2 separate regions of the Sus scrofa genome follow, and region 2 is linked to region 1. The links are chromatin contacts, called in public HiChIP or PLAC-seq maps. All regions are on one chromosome and are shown on one strand. The core of a region is the stretch at or near the end of the contact, and the rest is flanking DNA. Distances in the headings are between cores, read along the strand shown. Region 1 has its middle 74 kb from the start of BOD1. Region 2 has its middle 44 kb from the start of STC2.

The links. HiChIP or PLAC-seq counts read pairs in DNA pulled down with a chosen protein or histone mark.
Region 2: an H3K27ac HiChIP or PLAC-seq map of skeletal muscle shows a contact between it and region 1. The contact joins two enhancer-like sites. A contact is called at or near these places in 6 of 47 Hi-C or Micro-C datasets (alveolar macrophages, embryonic fibroblasts, heart right ventricle and 3 more) and 1 of 2 datasets of contacts at active chromatin or transcription factors (skeletal muscle).

The regions. Positions count from the first base shown.
Region 1 is chr16:50,804,444-50,812,150 of Sscrofa11.1, reverse strand. No RefSeq gene overlaps it. Among named protein-coding and RNA genes, the nearest start is that of BOD1, 74 kb to the right of the region's middle. Within about 2 kb of position 3,065, at least 5 of the 83 cell types and tissues checked have an H3K27ac peak or open chromatin away from gene starts, as enhancers often do. A contact at or near this core is called in skeletal muscle, where this site is marked.
Region 2 is chr16:51,029,420-51,037,126 of Sscrofa11.1, reverse strand. No RefSeq gene overlaps it. Among named protein-coding and RNA genes, the nearest start is that of STC2, 44 kb to the right of the region's middle. Within about 2 kb of position 3,851, at least 17 of the 83 cell types and tissues checked have an H3K27ac peak or open chromatin away from gene starts, as enhancers often do. A contact at or near this core is called in skeletal muscle, where this site is marked.

The sequences.
Region 1 (7,707 bases), core at 1,816-4,315:
CATGAGGCGAGGCACTTAGCACTGGACATTATAATTCACTGTAGACATATTTATGTCACCCACCAGGGTCAGATTTCTTTAAGGACAGGGTCCATTTATCCTGATCATTTATATTATTTCCAGCGCCTAGAATGGTACATAAAGACAGCAACCAGAGTTTGGGTATTCAAGTTTAGTGCTTCTTAAAATGTGTGCTTTGGAACATCAATTTCCAGGGTGATCTTAGGAATTTCACACCGTGGTTAAATAGGTGTGGAGAACGCCAGCCTGTGTGAGATTTCTCAAAGCCTTAACCACATGTGAATCACCGCGAGGGAGACTGAGTATTCAAGGCTTCTCCAGTGGATTTGACTGTGGGATCTCTTTCTCACAGAGAACTTTGAGGGACTAAAATGCTGAGGAATGCATTTTGGAAACCCCAAGTCAGACAACTCCTTTGTTTTGTTTTAAAAGGGAAGCATAATCCAGTGTCTTTCTTAAGGTCTACCACTTGGTTGGAGGCATAGAGGAGAGGCCTACCATGGGTGACCTCAGGGGTTGCCAGACAGACGAGCTCTGAGCTGTGGTTGAAGAGGCAGCAGACTGAGGGGCCAGGAAGACCTGGGCTCCCATCCGGATTTTCCACTTCTTACCTGTGTCACCTAAGCAAACACTCCAAACTCCCTTGGTCTCAGATTTCTCATCTTTAAAATGTAGCTAGTAGTGCCTATCTCCCATGGCACTTGTGATGTCTGAAGGGTCTAGCCTGTGATAAAGGCTTAAAAAATGGTTGCTATGGAAGCCAACAGTTCTCCAGATTTCTTGGGATGTGAGGCAAGATCCTGCCAATATTAGAGGTAAACACTGAAGAATAATCAACAGTACCTTGGGTACACACGCCAATGATACATAGAGATGTAGCCAGGAAGCCTCGCTAGGGGAAAGGTGCGAACTCTCTGGTCCAATATTACCAGTAAGACAAGAGTCTGGTTCATTCTGCAATCCTCCTCCCTGTGCCTGGAGACTGCTGAATAAAACAACATCCTAACATCCTTCAGTCCTTGAAAACAGCTTCTTTCCCCATCCTGGTGGCCATGTTTTCATGGTCCTCCAAGCCCCAGCGTGAGCAGTGGTGCAGCTGGACCTGTGCATTCTCCTCTCCCTCCTCGATCTGCCGTGACCTGACCTCTGTGCATCTCTTTGCCACTTTTCTCCACTCTGTCACTCTCTGCTTTAGTGACACTGACCTTCTGTCACTTCATGGCATCCTGGGGCTCCTCCCTCCCACCTCAGGGCCTTTGCTCATGCTCTTTCCTCTCTCTGGAAGCCTTTCCTTCTCTCTTCCAGTCTAATTTTTCCTTCTGGTCTCATCTCAGATGGCACTCCCTTAAGAGAAGCCTTCCTCCAAACACAGCCACTACTTGTTCCTCCACTGTTATCCGGGCACACCATTTCCTCTGCTTTTTTCTTCATACTAAGCACTGTTAGCAATTACATGTTTATGCGATTTAAAAAAAAATAATCTCTCTCTCCCATTCTAGAAGTCACGCTTTGCTGACTATTGTACCCCTGGAGCCTAAGCAGGGCGGGCTACAGATGCCCATCAAATATTGGGTGAAATGACTGGTGAATGATATACTGTCTGGTTTATTGGGGGGGGGTGGTCTGTGGGTCTCACACTTTTCTGAATGGGATTGTTTCCTTTATGGATCTGGGAGGGATGGGCTAGGAGGTTTGCTGAGCCTGCTTCTTTTAGGAAAAGACTGGTATTTGAGCTTTGGTGTGTGAGTGGCCAGACAGAGGAGCTCAGCAGGAGACCCTGTCTCCAGTGGGCACCCAGCTCTTTTACTCCACAAATGACTTCTTTGGGACTCCCGGGAGAAAATTCCTCTGACCGGGAGTCCCCGTCATGGTTCAGTGGTTAACGAATCTGACTAGGAACCATGAGGTTGCAGGTTCGATCCCTGGCCTTGCTCAGTGGGTTTAGGATCCGGCGTTGCCATGAGCTGTGGTGTAGGTTGCAGACATGGCTCAGATCCGCGTTGCTGTGGCTCTGTTGTAGGCCGGCAGCTGTAGCTCCGATTCGACTCCTAGCCTGGGAACCTCCATATGCCACGAGTGTGGCCCTAGAAATGGCAAAAAGACAAAAAAAAGAAAGAAAAAGAAAATTCCTCTGACCTTCAATAGAGCATTTTCTGATAACCTGACTCTTCAAATTTTGGAAGAACTCATGTCCTGCTTTTTGCTTCACCCACTGGGAAGCTCACATTGAAATCGTTACTGCTTCTTACAATCAAATGATAGCTCCAGACTTGTAGTTTGCATGTCAAAAGCATGCTCAGGATTCATTCTCCTTTCCTACCCCACTTCCTCTGCTTCCGATTTCTTACTGCATTCATTTTGTGTCTTGATGCATGTATGCAGCACTGTCAACCAGGTCAAGTCCTTTCTGCAGTGATTTGTTGCTGTTGTTTTTAATGGAGATGAAATGTGTGTAAAAAAAATGAACCATTTTAAAGTGTACAGTTCGGTTCAGTGGCATATTGTGCCTGCACAATGTTGAGAAGCCACCACCTCTATCTAATTTCAAAACATTTTCATCACTCCCAAAGAAAACCCCATACCCTTTAAGCAGTCACCCCTCCCCATCCCCGCTGTCTCCAGCCCTTTTGTAATCACCAGCCTGCTTTCTGTCTTTGTGGATTTGCCTATTCTGGGTATGTCGTGTAAATGAAATCATACCATCTGTGACAGTTTGTGCCCAGCTTCTCCCACTTTGCATCGTGTTTTAAGGTTCAACCATGGTGTCTGGCTTATCAGTACTTCGTTCCTTTTTATGGTTTGTTTCAGTAGATCGATTAGAAATGTGAATCAGCAAAGGCTGGGGGCCCTTAGTTGCCTCTAACTTGTGTGAGGGGGGGCAAAAAATCTCTCCAGGTCTCTATAGAGTTCACAATAGGGATTCCCACCCAGAAAACCAGTGTACCATAGATGGTCCAATAGAACATTCCAGAGGTCTTGGGACCTGGGCACCAGCTGCTTCTCTCCAGAGATATTTTCCCAGAATAGACAGAGGTGTCAGTCAGCATGAAAATAACCTTGGCAGAAATCCTCATGCCAGAAAGATAGCCACAGACATAAGCGCCAAGGTACATGGTGGCGGCGGGGGGAGGTTCTAAATTAAGTCTTGGGCTGTGAGTTATATTGACTTGGGTCTGGTGAGGCTGACCGGTCAGTTCTGCCCCTTTGGGTGCATGTCCCTGGTTTGGCTAGTAGTGGGTGAGAAGGGCTTTGGGAAGGCCAAGGTGGAAACGCTGCCAAAAAATGCAGTATGGTTTCCAGCACGAAGGCGCTCCATCCAGGCCAGAAATGAATTGAGCAGGAAGAAAGAAAGGGATTTCAGCTTCTTGAATGGGACTTAGAAAAGCAAATGAATGCCTGCTCAGCTAATGGAAAGAGACTTCATTGATCTGTTGATTGATTATTGACATTGGGAGTCAGGAAGAAGTCAGGAGACTCAGAGGAAAATGACTCCAGAGACCACTGTGGGTCCAACCTCATTTCCTTCTGTGATATACCTTGCAGTTCTTCCTCTTTTTAAATCTCCTAACAATGTAAAATAGTGATTTGGGCGCTGGGGAAGGCTTAAGGCCAAGATCAACCTGGGAACAGACTCCAGCCTGTCATCTTGTGTTGTGTTGACTTGGGTACCTACATTTCCTCTCTGACCCTTAGTCTTTACATCTGTGAAATGGGATTACCGTAGCATGGTAATCTCAAAGGACTACTGTGTGTATTAAAACCCATAATATGAGGGAGATGCTTGGCATCGTAAAAGGTGTTCCTTAGTGGCTCGTGCTCATCTTCCTTCTTTGTCTTCCAAATACTTAAGGAAAAACTCAGATCTTTAGGTGAGCATAGCTATGACTGATGCGCTTGAGACCCCAGGGTGGGATTCAGTGAGCAAGCAGAGGGCTAAGATATGGTGAACACTTTGTAGTTGAAAAAGACTTCAAGACCTCAAGTTGCAAGAGACAAAGTAAATCTATGTGAAAAGCAATCTCAGAATAACCCCAAACAGTGTCTCATAAATGTGAGGGGGCTTGTGCCATCCTTGACAGTCAGTTGGTGGCCTCTCCTCTGGAGAGTCTCATCCGAAGCCTTGATGGGCGGATGCCATTCCACAAGGCTCTCCATCCCGGCCGTGACACGTCATGTCAAAATGACCTATTTGTGGGTCTGGGCTTCCCTCCTCCAACCTATTGTGAAAACTGCTTCACACATAAACAGTTTTTAAATTTTATTTTATTTTTATTAGAGTGTAGTTGATTCATAGTATTGTGGCCATTTCTGCTATACAGCATAGTGACCCAATCCTACATATATACCCATTCTTTTTCTCATATCATCTTCCATCATGTTCTATCCCAAGAGGATGGAGATGGTTCCCTGTGCTGTACAGTACGATCTCATTGCTTAACCATGCTAAATGTAGTAGTTTTAATGCTGTAAGTTAGCATTTAATGGGCACTTACTCTATAACAGGGCCTGCACTAAGCTCTTCGTACTGACCATCTCCTTTTTTCATTACAATATCCCCGGAAAGTAGTTACCGTATTCTCCCAAACTAACAGAGGAGGGACAGAAGACTCAGAGGCAGAACATACTTGCCCAAGGTCACAAAAGTAACAAGGAGCAGAACTGCCCTTTGACCCAGGAAGCTGGATTTCAGAGTTCCTCCTTGAAATCACAGACCCACTGGGTCATTGGCCTTTGTCATTCATGCCTATTGGGTGCAGCAGGAAGGGAAGCAGGGACAGCACGGGCCTGACTGGCTCCGAGGAGACACTGTGACATCACTGGCCTTGTGTGCCCTACAAGCCTGGATAACCACAGGAGACCAAGAGACCAAAAGCTGTGGTGGCAACAGGTTGTCATAGGCATGCAGAGCAGCACGAGTGGGCAGCAGAAGTAGGAAGACCAAGGAAGTTTCCATGGATGGGAAACAGCAACCTCAGAGAAAGTGTTGCCACATCACAGGAGTTGGGGCATACAAGCAGTGTGCCAACTCAGCACCTAAGATGTGGGCATGACAGGGAGCAGGAAAGTCACCACCAGTGACTTAGAAAGAAAGCTTGAGAGCAGGGTGCTTGGGAGACGAGGTCATCCCTTGGAGCCACACCTGGATTTGAGAGCTGGGTCAGCCACTTAAGAGACGGGTAACTAAGAAAATCGCCTTTCCTCTCTGGGCCGCAGATTATTCTCCTGGAACCTAAGGATAATAATAGCAGCTACCAGATAGCATATTCCCCAGGATCAGAGAGGATGCACGCTATGGGATAAAGCACGATGCTCCCCCCAGAGAGAAATGTCTGCTCTTATTGTCACTAGGAGTAGCAACAAGAGGTATTAACGTGCATCACTCTTGGGTTTGCCAGATTTCCTTTAAATGGCCTTGCCAGTGTTGCTAAAAATCAAGAGTGCCCATCTCCAAAGTAGAGCTTTGGAATCAGGAGTTCCCACTGTGGCGCAATGGAATCAGCTGCGTCTCTCGAGCACTGGGACACAAGTTGATCCCCAGTCCCACAGAGTGGGTTAAGGATCTGGCGTTGCCACAACTGAGGCATCAGATCTGATCTCTGGAACCAGCCTTGGAGTGGAGGGTGAGGAAAGTTGGGGTGTGTGTGTGTGTGTGTGTGTGTGTGTATTGTCGAGTTGTGGGTAGTTTCAGACATGGCTGAGGAATAATAATGCAGAACAGATCTGCACCAAGTGTGGCGAGGACACAAATGCAGGAATTCCCTCTTGTCAAGGCGTGGAGAAGCATGTGACCTCTGCATGGGCTCTTGGCACATGGTATGAAGTTAGCAGATATAGAAGAGAGAGAAATACTGTCTTGGCTGAGTTTGCCTCATTCAAGGAGCAAAGTGAGAGGGAGCAGAGGCAGCGAGCTTGAAGGAGGTGGCAGGATGCGTGGCTGTAAACATGGCCCTTTCCCAGCTCCAGCCCTAACCAGGGTCTGGCTTCCCATCCCAAGGCCCTCTGGACACTCCGCCACAGTTGGCCCCATCCTCCAGCCATCCCGCTGTGCTCCATTGGCAGCTCTGCGTTGCTCCATCCCACGTACTCCTGCCTGTGGGTCCGCCCCAAGGCCCTGGGGTGGGAGGAGCACACAGGTGAATGAAGGGGAAGGAGCCAGAAGCTGGGCAGGGACCCGGGGAGGGGACCCAGAGGACAGGGATCTCTGTGCTCCCAGACCTTTGAGGGCCCACGTAGCCTCCGCTGTGAGCCCTGCCAGGGTGACCTCCGGCGTCTGCAGTGTCTCCGTGGCAGTGGGCCACGGATGTTGAGGGTGGAGATGGTTCTTGGCGAGGCCCGCCAGGGTCTGGTACATCTCAGAATTTCCCTTGGAGGCCTCCCTGGGTGTGCTGTCTGTCACGGACGAAGATGTCCACGGGGGCCCCCATCGCCTCTGACTTGTTTTCCCAAAAGTGCGGCTGGATTTGCTCAGTACCATCTGCACTGTCTCACCGGCTACCCCACCCACCCATCTGTTTACAGGCTGTCAGACAGCTGGCTGGGGCCAGGGGGACACTGTGTGACCACGGAATGCACAACATCGGCAGCCTCCAAGGGGAGGACCCTGGGGTCTTCACCTCGCCCGCCCCAGGATCCCAGCTGAGGGATGGGCCCCATCCACCAGGAGCCTGGCCTGTGCTGACAACAGCAGTAATAGTATCAGCGGTCGAGGGGTTCTTAGGTACCAAGTACTGAACAAACATCTCATTTCATCCTTGTAGCCATCCTGCAGGAAGAGGGGGTGGGTTATTACTCTGTTCTTTCTGATGAGGAAGCTGAGGCTCAGAGACATCAGGTAAATTGCCCTAGGGTCCACAGCCCAGTGACAGAGCCAGAAGTAAGCACCCGGAAGCATGGGACTCTCTAAGCAGGAAAGAGCCCCTCCCCCTGGCCTCCTAGTTCAAGGTCCTTTGGATCATGTACTGATCTGCCTGCCCTGCTCTCATGCCCACAGCACAGCCACAGTGCCCTGCGGGCCATGCCCGCCGCCCCATCCGCCTTCCAGCCGCCCTGCCTTCACCCCCCTCCATGGGTTTCCTGGCTGTGTCTCGGGGGACCAGCCTGGTGTACATGGTCAGGGCAGATTTTTCTCTTCCTGGCATTTCCGGTGTCCAGCGCTGCAGGGTTGATGATGACACCTGTTTCTAAAGATACCAGCCCATTGTTAAAGACCCCAGGAGCAGAGTTCCCTTTGTGGCTCAGTGGTTAACGAATCTGACTAGGAACCATGAGGTTGCAGGTTCGATCCCAGGCCTCACTCAGCGGGTTAAGGATCTGGCATTGCCGTGAGCTGTGGTTTAGGTCACAGATGCGGCTCAGATCCCACGTTGCTGTGGTTGTGGTGTAGGCCGGCGGCTACAGCTCCAATTATACCCCAGCTGGGAACCTCCATATGCAGGGGAGCAGCCCTAGAAAAGGCAAAAAGACACACAAAAAAAAAGATGCCAGGAGCACCAAAGTGCAAGAAGGTAAATTCTCTTTTCCCTCTCGTGTCTCCTCCACTCCCAAACTCCACTCCCCAGACACAGCCCCTGCGGGCGGCTTGCTTTGTGCCCTCAGATGTTCGGATGCCTGTGAAAACGTATCTCTGATTTACACAAATGGGATCAAACCACACTTCTGATGGCTTTTCTCTGTTTGCTTCCCTTC
Region 2 (7,707 bases), core at 2,602-5,101, 220 kb before region 1:
GATAAATGACTTGCCTGGGACCACACAGGTAGCGGATGTAGAGTCAAGAGTCCAACCCCGGGCCTCCTTCTCTGGTTTCCCCTGTATCTCCTCTGTCCTTGGCCATAATCTCTCCTGGAATTTAGCTCCAGGTACTAATTGCCTCCCCATAACTGGGTCTTGCATGTTTTTGGCCTGAGGCTCCCTTCCCATCAAGGAGGACACAGTGGCTTGTCCCTAGCCAGAGTAATGGGAGGGAACTCAAGAAAAACCCCAGGGGGCTTTCTTCTATTTAAAAGCCGACCCTGAGTGCAAGCTCTACATTTTATTGTTTTTAATGGAAAAAATTTACTTTTTATTTTTTAGGGCTGCACCTGCGGCATATGGAAATTCCCAGACTAAGGGTTGAATTGGAGCTGCAGCTGCCGGCCTAAGCCACAACCACAGCAACTCGGGATCCCCGAGCCTAGTCTGTGACCTACACCATAGCTCATCACAGCAACAGTGGAGTGAGGTCAAGAATGGAACCCGCATCCTCATGGATACTAGTCAGGTCTGTAACGACAACGGGAACTCCTGAGAGCTCTGAATTTTAATCCCACGGTCTGTAAACTAACTGCACACAGCAACCGATTGTGATAAGTCATGATATCTGAGTGGGTCACAAAGATGTTTTTAATAGTTTGTGATATTTGCTTTAGAGTTCTTTGCTTTTCTTACTAAATACATTTTTAAAAATTGCAGTGCCTTGAGTAAGTCAAAAAAAATGAAGGGACTCCTAACTCCATCAGCCATTCTGACTCAGCATTTCTACATCTAAGAATTAGCCAAGGAGTTCCAGGTGTGGCTCAGTGGGTTAAGAACCCAACTAGTATCCATGAGGATGCAGGTTTGATCCCTGGCCTTGCTCAGTGGATTAAGCATCTGGTGTTGCCTCAAGCTGCTCGGATCCCAGTGTGGCTGTGGCTGTGGCTGTGGCGTAGACTGGCAGCTGCAGCTCCGATTTGACCCTTAGTCTGGAAACTTCCATATGCTGCAGGTGCGGCCCTGAAAAGAAAAAGAGAATTAACCAAAAATGAACATTTCCCCACCCCCCGCTAAACTCCCAAAATTATAGGTAGAAGGATACTCTTGGTGGCACTGCTTGGGTCAGCAAGCAATGCCCTCCTACAGGGGACTATTGTAAAAAATAATGAAACTCTGTAGCACCGTTCACAAGAATACAGTCGCGTACGCTAACATGGAAAGACGTCCAAGAGAGAGGAAATCAAAGAGCTGTGAGCCCGCAGAGAGACCTCTACTCAGTAGTTGGCAACAACCTATGTGGGAAAAGAATCCGAAAAAAATTGGATAGATGTATATGTATATAACTGAATCGCTTTGTTGTTCAGCAGAAGTTATCACAACATGGTACATCAACTCTACTCCAGTAAAATGTAAAAAAAAAAAAAAGAGATAATTATAACGTACCGCCGGTTTCTGGTTCATAAAAAACATACTGTATATCATTTCTGGTTCGATGTATAGAAAGAATTATGCATCAAATTATGTATGGGGATGCGGGGGCGGGGGTGCATTTTCTACTCTTTTAATATTTCTCATTTTAAAATTGTGTGTCGTGGGAGAGGCTGGCGTGCATCCTCTCCTGGTCCAGGCAGGTGGGGAGTCTCCAGTCTGGGAGGTGTGACGTCGAGGCCAGCAGAGACGGGTAGGCAGGCTCCGTTTGTCCTGACACTGCGGCCGGTGTGAGGGGGCGGGCAGAAGGCGGGGGCAGCAGCCGTGCGATGGGCAGGTGGCTGCAGAGGATGGGGCGCGTTTCCTTCTCCCTGCCCCCACAGACCGCTGCCTGCGTGGGGAGGCTCCCTCAGAGAGGAGGAGCCTTAAAGTGATCAGGCTCAGTCCCTGCACCTTTTTATCCAGGCCCCCAATAATTCTACCACGAGGGAATTAACATCCCCCCCCCCTTTCGTCCTTTTGTCTTTTTAGAGCCGCTCCCATGGCATATGGAGGTTCCCAGGCTAGGGGTCCAATCGGAGCTGTAGCCGCTGGCCTGCACCACAGCCACACCAATGCAGGATCCAACCCCCGTCTGCGAGCTACACCACAGCTCATGGCAATGCCGGATCCTTAACCCACTGAGCGAGGCCAGGGATTGAACCTGCAACCTCATGGTTCTTAGTCAGGTTTGTTCACCACTAAGCCACGACAGGAACTCCCCCACATCACTATTTAACAAAGGAGAAAATTGGGGGCCCAGAAAGGGTAAGGAATTTGTCCAAAGTCACGCAGCTATGGGTAGAGCTCAGCCTTGGACTGTGGGTTGACCGTTCTCTCGCTCTCCACTTCTCTCGGTGGAAAGATGCCCCGCAGAGTGAAGAAGCTGCCCGTGACTCAGACCGAATCCCAGTGAGGCCAGAAGTGCAAGTCAGGAACCCTGTTCTGCATCAGAAGAGCAAAGGGGTCCTTCAAAGAGGGCCTTTGTTTGGACGGCATTGGTGTTTTTGAAAAGCTCTGCGTTAGTGGCCAACATTTGAAAATCAAATTTCATGTTAAATTTAGATTTCTGCTTCTCTTGGAAAAAATCAAGTCCTCGTCCCTGTAAGGCAACCCATCGGCTGGCCCGCTGCCTCCTCTAGCCTGGATGTTTTGCTGCCAGGGCCCCGCAATCCCCACCGCTCCATCCTGACGGGTCAGCTTCATTCACTGACTAATGTACAAGCCGGAGAGATAAGAGTTAAGAGCATAGACAAGCTAGAGCAGTTTCGAATTTTACCTCCTGATTGTATGACTTGGACAAGTTAGCAAAACTGCTGCCTTAGTTTACAAACCTGTGAAACGGGAGCAATAATAGTACCTGTCCCAAAGGGCTATTGGGGGAAGCATAAAGGAGTCACATATAAAAGTGGTTGGTGGGATTTCCTGCTATGGCGCAGGGGGTTAATGATCTGTCTTGTTTCTGCCACACTGCCGATTCGACCCCTGGCCTAGCACAGCGGGTTAAGGATTTGGCGTTGCCTCCGCTGTGTTGTAGGTGGCAGACACGGCTTGAATTTGAGACCCCTGGCCCTGGAACTTCCATGTGCCACAGGTGCAGCCAAAAAAGGAAGAAAAAAAAGTGGCCTGGGCTCCTATGGTCAATATCCTATAATAAACCATAATGGAAAAGAATATACAAAAGAATATATGTATTCTTTTATATACATATTCAGATATATATATTCTTTTATGTATATTCTTTGCTTACCTTACTCTACCGCAAAACCTAACACAACTAACACAACATGCAAATCAACTATGCGTCAGCTAAAACAATACTTTTGTAAAAAAATAGAGCCTGGTGCGTTGAAACGTTGTAAAATGTTAGCTATTATTATAATTATTTCTGGGTGTAAATATTTGCATTTTTTTCCCGCTCACAGTGAAAAAGGCTTTTTCTTCTTGAACCCCCACACTCTGTTTCAATCCGATTTCGTGCGTGTGCAGAGAAGGTTCAGAACTTGTCCAAGATGCTGGAAGAAGCCAGACGAGCAAAGGAAGGACCCCACCCTGAACCTGGGCCGCCTCCCGCCCTGGCTGGACCTCTGGGGGCCACCACTCCTGGCCGGGAACCTGAGCTGACCTGGGGAATCACTGAGCAGGCTGTCACTCAGTGTCCCCAACACCCTGGCCTGTCAGGCTGAGCCCAGGTCCTCCTGCTCAGCACCAGACACTTCCAGACCCTGGAGTCGGGAGGCCGCGGAAACAAAGGCCTTTATCTCCCGCGGGCTCTCCTCGGCTCAGCTGGGCTGCTGGGCCCGGCTCTGGACAGCATAAAAAGTCAGGCTCAGATGACAGAGGCAGAATTTAGAGCCCTTTCGGATGGCAGCTGGGATTCAAGCTGTCAGCTGGAGGCAAGTGATCACAGTCGGGCTGGTGGGGACCGTGGTGCGTGCGAGAGGGCAGGGCTGACGCTGTGCAGAGCTCCCAGCCACCCCGGGCCGCCTTCTATTTATAATTCCCCTGATAATAGGGCCCATTCATCCCCTCGGCAGGCCACTAATTGCTCTGGAGCAGAGGGATGACAGCCTAATTATTAACTTCACAAAAATTAAAGTTGGGCCGTGTCAACAGGGTCCATTTGCTGTCACCCAGATGCAATTCGTTGCCCTTCATTGTGGCAAAGGGCAGTTAGAAAAAAACGACAACAACAACAAAAAAACAAACGAACCCCCTGGCCTGGGTCCAGCGCCAGCAGACTTTTATTTTATGGCCTCAAATTATCTTGGGGAGGCTCTGCTTCCAGGAGACAGAATGCCTCTTTCCTCTTGGCCGTAACTGTGGTCAGGCTGCCATAGCTCCCTTGACGGGAGGTGACATCTTGTCCCCGGCAACGTGGGATCTGAGAGGCAGAAGGGACCTTCGTGAGAATACAAACCGCTGGGCCCACTTCGGTCCACGGATATGTTTTCTTTGGCGAGCAGAATGTTTTAAGAAACTTTTTAAAAAATTGAAGCAAAATTCCTACGACAGAAAAGTCACCATTTTATTTATTTATTTATTTTTGGCTTTTTGCCTTTTCTAGGGCCGCTCCTGCGGCATATGGAGGTTCCCAGCCTAGGGGTCGAATCGGAGCTGTAGCCGCTGGCCTACACCAGAGCCACAGCAACGCGGGATCCAAGCCGCGTCTGCAACCCACACCACAGTTCACGGCAACGCCGGATCGTTAACCCACTGAGCAAGGGCAGGGACCGAACCCGCAACCTCATGGTTCCTAGTCGGATTCGTTAACCACTGCGCCACGACAGGAACGCCAAAAATCACCATTTTAGAGTGTACAGTTCAGTGGCATTGAGTACTTCCACGACGTTGGACAATTGTCACCTCCATCGAGTTTTAAAACATTCTGATCACCCCAGAAGGAAACTCCTCTCTCCCTCCCCCCAGACCCTGGCTACCACCACCACCAAGGCTCTTCACCTATTCTGGACGTGTTATATCAACAGAATCCTATGACAGGTGACCCTTTGTGACCGGCTGCCTTCACGTTGCATGAGGTTTTCAAAGTCCATCACGTTGCTGCATGCTCTGGGACTTCATTCTTTTTTAAAGTGCAGAATCATTTTAGTAAGCTTTTGAATTCACTGGTAATAGCCGTCTTGAGCTGTAATCCACATACCATCCAAGCCACCCGCCAAAGCATACAGCTCCGAAGATCTCACAACGGGTCACAGTTCCAGGGGTGTCCAGCCACCAGGGCCACAAACTCAGTTTTCAGCATTGCAAAGTCAGGAGATTGCATGGAAAACCTTGAAAGACCAGAAGACCTGGTATCACGGGGCTAACTTACAGCATGATGAGGCAGTCTGGCCTTCTTGTATGTATGTATGTCTTTTTAGGGTCGCACCCTTGGCATATGGAACTTCCCAGGCTAGGGGGTCTAATCGGAGCTGTAGCCACCGGCCTACACCACAGCCACAGCAATGCCAGCTCTGAGCTGTGTCTTCGGCCTGCACCACAGTTCACAGCAACACTGGATCTTTAACCCACTGAGCGAGGCCAGGGATCAGACCTGCATCCTCATGGATGCTAGTCAGACTCATTTCACTGAGCCACAAGGGGAACTCCCAGCCTGGCCTTCTAAGCAGACTTGTGCCCAGGGGCGGGGACAGGAGCTGGGGGTGGGGTGGGGGCAAGACTGGTCCTCTGCTCATTTGCTAAGTGCTTGGGCCTGGAGGCAGGTGAGTGGGGCTGTTCATGCACACTCTGCTGGGACAAGTGAAGAACCTGAGGTCTAGCCAGACCTCATGGCTTTGCTCAAGGTCACACAAGACCAGCTGCAAGGAGAAGTCCCATCTCTCCAGTCCCAGCCGGGGCTCCTTCCTTCCACCCCGAGGTGGTTCTCGGCAGTGGTATCTAAGCTAATCGTCAGAATCTCTGTCTTAAAGGAGCTGTGGCTGTATGTTCGTGGCAGCCATGGTGCTATGTTATCGATGAGGGTGCATGCTGGGGCTGCCTGCCATTTCTCCCTTTCTCTGGTAATTGTATCGAACGTTTCCTTTGGGGAAACGCCTCCCATAATCACATGGTTTGAGTGGGGCAGCCTCTGACCTCCTTTCCAAGGGGAGTGCTTGTGTCTTCCCAGGCCTGACCGTCAGACCCTTGCCTCAGTGTTTGCATTAGGGCCAAGGAACTTCTGTTGGAGTTACTGGGAAAGAGAAATACTCTCCCTGCTAAGGGTCCTGAGACCCAAGATGGTGAGATGTGCGCTGAGGCCTGCTTCCAGAAGAGTCTGCCTGAGATTTGAGCCATTATAGGGGAAAAAAGAACTGAGAGAAAGAGAAGGCAGATCTCTAGCGATACCATTTGAGGAGCCTGATACAGCTATGCCTGAAACCCTTATCTTCTCAGTTTTGTAACTTAACAGATTTTGTCCTCTTATTCTTCTTAAACTGTATTAAGTTGGGTTTCTGCTACTTGCATGGAACTGCTCAATACTAAATATGTAACACACTATTCACTGAAAGAACATTCAGTAGGACTCACTCCAGATTGGTATTTTCACATATATGTGATCTCATTTAGCTTTCAGACAACACTGTGAGGTAGGGTAGCTAAAACTGTCTTTAGTTTGGGAGTTTCCTGGTGGCTCAGTGGGTTAAGGACCTGGTGTTGTCACTGCCATGGTTACTGCTATGGCTAGGGCTTGATCCCCGACCTGGGAACTTCTGCATGCAGGGGGCATGACCAAAAATATTATTTCTAGTTTATAGAGGACAGATGGGGGTTAGGGAGGTGGCTTGCCCAAGGATGCCCAGCCTGTGAGTGGATGACCTAGGCTTTTGGTCTCAAGTTCAAGGCTCGTTCCCTTACCACAACGCCACTGTACATCACAGGAAGTGTTTTCAATTTTCCAAAGCATGTAAACATGCCTTCTGCCTTGTCCTCTCCCCCACGATAAAGGTATTTCAGGATAATTGTGAAAAAATTGGAATATATAGAAAAGTATATTAAAAATCCTACCACATGCGAATTTACATTTAACATATGTCCAGACTTTTCCTGCAATTTTATAACATGCAGACGTTTTTTGTAAAAAGAATAAAAGATCACCCAGTAAGTATAAATTTATATTTTCATTCATAACTTAAAATCATATCATAAGCAGGACTGTTTTCCTCTGAGTTAGAAGAGACAGCTCTCTGGCTCTGGCTCCCCTGGTCCCCTGGTCACTTTAGAGCTGCGGGTGGTATCTCTGCTGCTGGGGTGGCCCCTTCCTTGCCTGGGGCCTGGGACACCACTGGGACTCCACCAAAGGGCGGGTGTCCCCTGGTTTGTACTGGACTTTGCCCAGCAGCCACCGGAACCCATAGGTGATGAACGGAGGGTTTCTGTGTCTCTCTCTTACGACGGCAAGGGGCTGTAATGGAGGTGTGAGTCCCACGGGGAGGTGGAGCGCTGGCTGTGCGGGAAAACGCGGGTTTTGCCGCAGGTGTGACTGGCACAGTATCTCCCCATCTGATCAAAACCGCGCTGTTCTCTCTGTGACCACTAGGTGGCGCTATGGAATAGGATACGAAGTCCTTGCTCAGGCTATGGGAGAATGAAACAGCCAAGATCTTTAGAAAGAAGGAAGCAAGCCGAAAAGGTACGACTGCTAAGGGTGTGTGCACCATGCAGGGTGAGGAGACCCGAGGAAGAAGTAGAAAACCACTGGGGAAGAAAGACACAGCGCGAATAGGGCAATTAATA